Regions from separate parts of the Mus musculus genome. Here region 2 is linked to region 1. Evidence: chromatin contacts called from public Hi-C data. All regions are on one chromosome and are shown on one strand. The core of a region is the stretch at or near the end of the contact, and the rest is flanking DNA. Distances in the headings are between cores, read along the strand shown. Region 1 holds the start of Arhgap24 (Rho GTPase activating protein 24). Region 2 overlaps Arhgap24 (Rho GTPase activating protein 24).

Evidence for each region. Hi-C and Micro-C count contacts between places; a contact is called where the count stands out from the background.
Region 2: a contact with region 1 is called in a Hi-C map of granulocyte-monocyte progenitors, with 2.4 times the contacts expected there. The contact joins the enhancer-like site here to the promoter of Arhgap24 in region 1. A contact is called at or near these places in 2 of 39 promoter capture datasets (hematopoietic stem and progenitor cells and pre-B cells), 4 of 484 Hi-C or Micro-C datasets (granulocyte-monocyte progenitors, muscle stem cells and myocytes), 1 of 115 datasets of contacts at active chromatin or transcription factors (bone marrow-derived macrophages) and 1 of 9 other capture datasets (pancreatic islet).

Annotation. Positions count from the first base shown.
Region 1 is chr5:102,480,059-102,482,758 of GRCm38.p6, forward strand. It overlaps Arhgap24 (Rho GTPase activating protein 24), which reads left to right and starts at 1,333. Exons shown (of 10, transcript NM_029270.2): 1 at 1,333-1,804.
Region 2 is chr5:102,776,710-102,779,409 of GRCm38.p6, forward strand. All of the region lies in intron 3 of Arhgap24 (Rho GTPase activating protein 24), which reads left to right. Among named protein-coding and RNA genes, the nearest start is that of Gm30396, 150 kb to the left of the region's middle. Within about 2 kb of position 1,367, at least 83 of the 459 cell types and tissues checked have an H3K27ac peak or open chromatin away from gene starts, as enhancers often do. A contact at or near this core is called in bone marrow-derived macrophages, granulocyte-monocyte progenitors, muscle stem cells and 2 more, where this site is marked.

The sequences.
Region 1 (2,700 bases), core at 83-2,582:
TTTCTCTTTCTGTGTTCTCTCTAGCCTAAGAACCCCATACATCACACTGGCTGGTGAGATGGTGTCAAGTGGAAACGATGGAGACAGAGGTGTGAAGGCCAAAGGCCTTGGACACAAGGATGGGATGTATCTTAATCTCTCAGCCTGGGATCTGCCGGGCAGCCTCCCTGAGTTTAATTTGTGTCACCTTGGGTCTGAATTGCTGTGGTAACATTTGTTATAACCAGAAAGTAGGCTCCCAACCTAATAGCAGTCTTGCCTTTTTGAAATGTCACAGTCTTGAATCATACCTACTGACACTTGTCTTCCAGGGGCTCTCAGGGCATGGAATGTGTGCAGATTTCATTTTGGTTAATCTCATTGTTTTGCAGTTCTCATTTAGAACTGCCCACAGGCTGTCACTTGACAGTGTTAACAGTCCGCCATTACAACATGCAAGGCCTTGTGAGCCGCTGAAGGTCATCTATCCCACCAATTAGAAACACAGGCCACATGGCTTCTGGCTAGGGGTTCTACACACATTTTAAAGGATCAGGCAAAAGAGCTTATTCCCCCCCCCCCCGAACTTAATTTCATTCATTAAAGGGCTGAGGTGTCTCCTGCCAGAAAAATCAATTTTCTAGTGGGACCTCGGCCTGGGATGGAGCAGACTCATCCCTACCCCCGCCCCGGAAACCTGACGGCAACAAAAGCAAAATACCTATTCGTGCCCATCCAGGCTTGTATGCTCGTCAGCCTGAGCATGTGCCTGGACATCCCAAAGGACAAAATCCAAAACACCAGGCTTTAGGAAACCTAAGAGTGCCAAACACCTAGAACAGTAAGCGCTCAGTGGGTGGGAGTGGGGAGGGCTGGGGGCTGGGGGCTGGGGGCTGGGGCAGTCTATATCAGGAATATATTTGCCACCTTGCTCTGAGAACTCTAAAAGCATGTCAAGACGGTTTATTACACTTAACATCTCTCGAAATGCCTGACTAGAGCACACTCATCTAAATACGTTTTTAGGAATAAAGCTTAAGCTGGAGAAATAAGATTTGGCAGAGATGGTGGCAGGGCGCGCATAACCAGTGTGTGAGGCTTGCTGAAGGAACACAAGAGTGGGGGCTTTGGGTTCCTTACATTCTCTCACCCATAGCCACAGATCTGTGAGCAGCATGCCCTCATGCTGCATTTGGGCTGAAATGAACGCAGCCAACTGCAGAGGGCCCAGGCAGTGGTGTCTGATGGGGCGCCCGCCCAGCATTGCTCTGGAGGTGAGGCTGGCGTGCAGGGCGGGGCTCCCGCCACCCCACCAGTGCTGCTTGGGTCCTCTGAAGCCGCCAGCTGCCAACTGAAACCCGAAACCCGGCTGCGTCTGCGGGCTGGCCCCACTCAGTTGTTCCAGCCTCTTGTACTGTATATTTACACATTCACACACAATCACTCTTTCTAACTTCTTGACTCTTTGCGCAACTGCTAGGATTTCTCAAGTGCATGTGGCAATTCAGCCCGGGTGAGAGAAAGCCGGTGGGACTCGGAAGGGAATCACGGGGCCGCGGGGCCGCCCAGGCTGCAGAGGGGACAGAACTAGAGCGAGACAGCGACTGCTGGGGGAGTCCCCCCCAACTTTCCATGCAGCTGTGGCTCTGGGGCTGCCCGGGCTTCCTCTGAGAGCAGCACGCAGGCCTGGCGAATGGGGTTCTGCGCTCGCCCTGGGAAGTAAAGGGCACCCTGCCGACTGGAACTCATCTTTAGGCCAGTCCTAGGAGCCTGGACATCGGAGCAGCCGCCAGCCATCCCTTGTAGGTCCGGCATCCCTGGCAGGGTAGGTGATTTGATTGCTGCTGTGGAGCTGGGGCTTGGGGGGAGGGGGGGAGAAACCACCCGGAGGGTGGGTGGATAGCAGCTTCAGGCTATAGGGAGGTAACTGCTGTGAGCCAGGAGCAACGCTGGGACCATACTGGTTCAGTGTGTGTGTGTGTGTGTGTGTGTGTGTGTGTGTGTGCGCGTGCGCGCGCGCGCGAGAGCACTCGCTTGCGTGTAAAACACAACAAGCAGGCATCTTGTGTTTCTGACTTACAAAACAAATGCAACTGATACAGTCTCTACTCCCGCCGTCTACCTTCTCCTTTCATCTGCTGATGTTTTAGCTAGTTTCAGAGTTGCCTAGACAACTGGCGTGTGGAGGTAGATTTCAGTATATATTGTGTTACTATTGTACCGGAAAGTGGTAATCTTCGGTGGATTTTAAGACACACAGATGGGTTTAGACTTCTTGAAGGAGTAGTATTTTGAGGAGGTATCCACCTACTTTAAAAGAGAAGCAGGCAGTACATTCTTATTAAAGATAACTTTAGCAGTATTTCTTGTGAAAGTCCTCAAAGAGAGATTATTAGGCGGAATGCCTTTGAGATGCTAGGCTGTCTAATATGGGCTAGTGACCCAGCTCCTGGCTCCACTGTAATCTGTTCCAACTCATCTGAGTAAGTCTCTCCCTAGTGTGTTTGTTTTTGTCCCTTTACTCACCATATTACAGATTAGTCCCGTTTAGCTTCCAAAACATCACTGTTTCATCCCATTCTTCAAAAAGGAAATGAGAAAGTCAGGTGAGGTGCCTGAAATATACAAAGTGTAAAAGCTTTGCTTACTCATAAGTATAAAGTTTTGTCTTGTTGGGTCTACTACTAAATAAGAGAAACTGATTCGAATCTGGGGACATTT
Region 2 (2,700 bases), core at 117-2,616, 300 kb after region 1:
GAGCCTTGCCAAGCACTCTACCGGCTAAACCACGTCTCCAGAGCTCTTGCCCATCTCTTAACAAATAAATCTTTATGGATTTGTTTTCTTTCTTTGCATGCTTATTAACTCGCATGGTATGGTCATCAGAAAACAACCCTCATTTCTTTACAGAATGACTCCAAAAGAAAAGTAATTGACACGATTCTCAAATAATTTGAAGAGCTGTAAAAGGGGCAGGAAGATGGAATTAAAGGACAGGTTCTATGCAAGCAGAGTTTTGAACACATTATAGAGGTCAAATGTGACATGCCTTGATGGTGTCGGGAAGAATATCATTGTCACCAACAGTGCTCAGAGGATCAATACCACTGTGCTATGTGTGTGTGAGCCGTTGTCTCCATGGTCTTCTCATTTACAATCAAGGGTAACAGCGCATCTTCTTTGTCTCAGAGAGTAGTAGAAGGAAATAATCAGATCAAGCTTTCTCTCCCAGCTTCTGGATGAAGACTCATGCTCTCCTGAGTTGAGAGTGACTGTTTTCACTCTGTGTCCCTTCATGTCACCTTCTCCCTGCTCATCTGTCTCCGTGTCTGAATTTCTCATTTGGATAAGGACACCAGACTTATGGCATTTACATGTCTGAACGTACCCTCTAAGTGACTGAAAAGGCATGGCGGCATGGCAAACTCCTGATTCAGTTTTGATTTGCTGCGCTGCAACAGATTGCCGTTGCCTAAAATTGCAGGTCAGACGGAAGCTGCGGTTAGGATGGTCACGTGATGACAGACACAGAAGAGTTTAAAATTAAAGAGACTGAGCTAAACTTTGCCCCAAGTCATCTTGATCAAGAGCTTATAATAGCAGAACAAATGTAGCATCACCAAAAGAGGCCAAAAGTGAGGCTTCCATCGGGTGGGGCCTTGGTGTGACACATGCTTAGGCCACATAAGTAAATCAGGAGGAGGGGTCTGCTCCACTAAGACTCAGAACATAACAAACACACAATGCACGTTAAACTCTGATCTTAGTAAAACCCTTTGTGCTGTGCATAATATATCAAATGAATTCCCTATGTACGAATGAAGCTTTGGGAAAACTGGATGCTCTGCTCCTGTGTGACCATTGGTGCTCAGATCTGTAGCACTGTCCATGAAGTCAATAGGAGAAACCCTTTACAAGTCTTAAGTCTTAACGATCCTTCTTTAGTGGTCTTTAAATGCTGTGCTGCACAGCAGCAATGACGGCCACGTGTGCCAACCCCTTTCCTAAGTGCTCTCCACACCCAAACACTTTTATTTCTCACCAGAGTGCTATAAATAACAGGTAGAGGAATTGGGCAGAAGAGGAAGTTGAGACAGAGGCTAACCAGACTCCAGTCAACCCTTGGCTGACGCAGAGCTCTTTCCGATCCCATAGCCTGTGGCTTAACCACAATGGGTACTGCTTCTCGAGCGAGAAGTGATCTTTCTGAATCCGTCTTTAGAACCCCAAAATAACCACGCTAAAATGTGTGCTTTAAAAGGCTTTCATTGTAGTTATTTTTGCAGATAAGTGGTACCCATGCCTCCGTCTTTATTTGAACTGCCCTTCCTTGAGCCATGTGCTTTGAGGGACATTTTATTTTAGATACAAGCCAATGAGCAGCCATCATAGCTCCTGAGCCCCACCTTGCAGGCTTGCCCTGGACCTGCTTGCTTTTGTTCCCTCCCCCGGGCAGGTTTCCTGCTCATCCTTTCCTTGATGCCGCCACCTGCTCTACTGAGCCAGGCCATGTTGTCATTCTCTGCTGAGACTCTGGTCTATTTGAAGTTCTCACAGACACGCTAAGTTGTGTGCAGCACCTGACCATTCTCCCCGGTATTTCCATGAATAATTAATTAGCTTAGAGCATGGCCAGGGAATTTTTTGATCCCTGCTTGGCTGCAGAGGGAAGGAAAAACATAACAAGGAACTAAAAAGGAGCAGCTGTTCCATTGCTTTTGAAAACAGTAATGAAGCATAAAAGAATCAATAAAGTTAATTATGCAAATTATAACAAACATTAAAAGTAGTAATTTAAAGTAGAATTCATAACATACTCCTTGTCTCAAAGAACCTTATTCAAAGAGGGAAGCATATATATATATATATCTGAAGCATACATATATATCTGTGTGTGTATATGTATATTATATATATGTGTATATATAAATGTATATGTGTGTGTGTGTGTGTGTGTATATACATATATATGTGTGTGTATACATATACATATACATATACATATACATATACGCATACGCATACGCATACACAAACACAAACACATACACATACACATACACATACACATACACATACACATACACATACACATACACATACACATACACATACACATACACATATACAATCAAGCTTTCTCTCCCAGCTTCTGGATGAAGACTCATGCTATCCTTAGTTGAGGATGACTGTTTTCATTCTGTGTCCCTTCATGTCATCTTCTCCATGTGTATCTGTCTCTGTGTCTAAATTTCTCATTTTGATAAGGACACCAGACTTCTGGCATTTGCATGTCTGAAAGTACCCTCTAAGTGACTGAAAAGACATGGCAAACTCCTGATTCAGTTCTGCTTTGCTGGAAAAAAATATATATATATCCTTAATATTTTAGGCTTACAAAAAGCTATTAGAGCAGTGCTTTGAACTGAAGATGACTTGGAAGGGACCAAGCACATC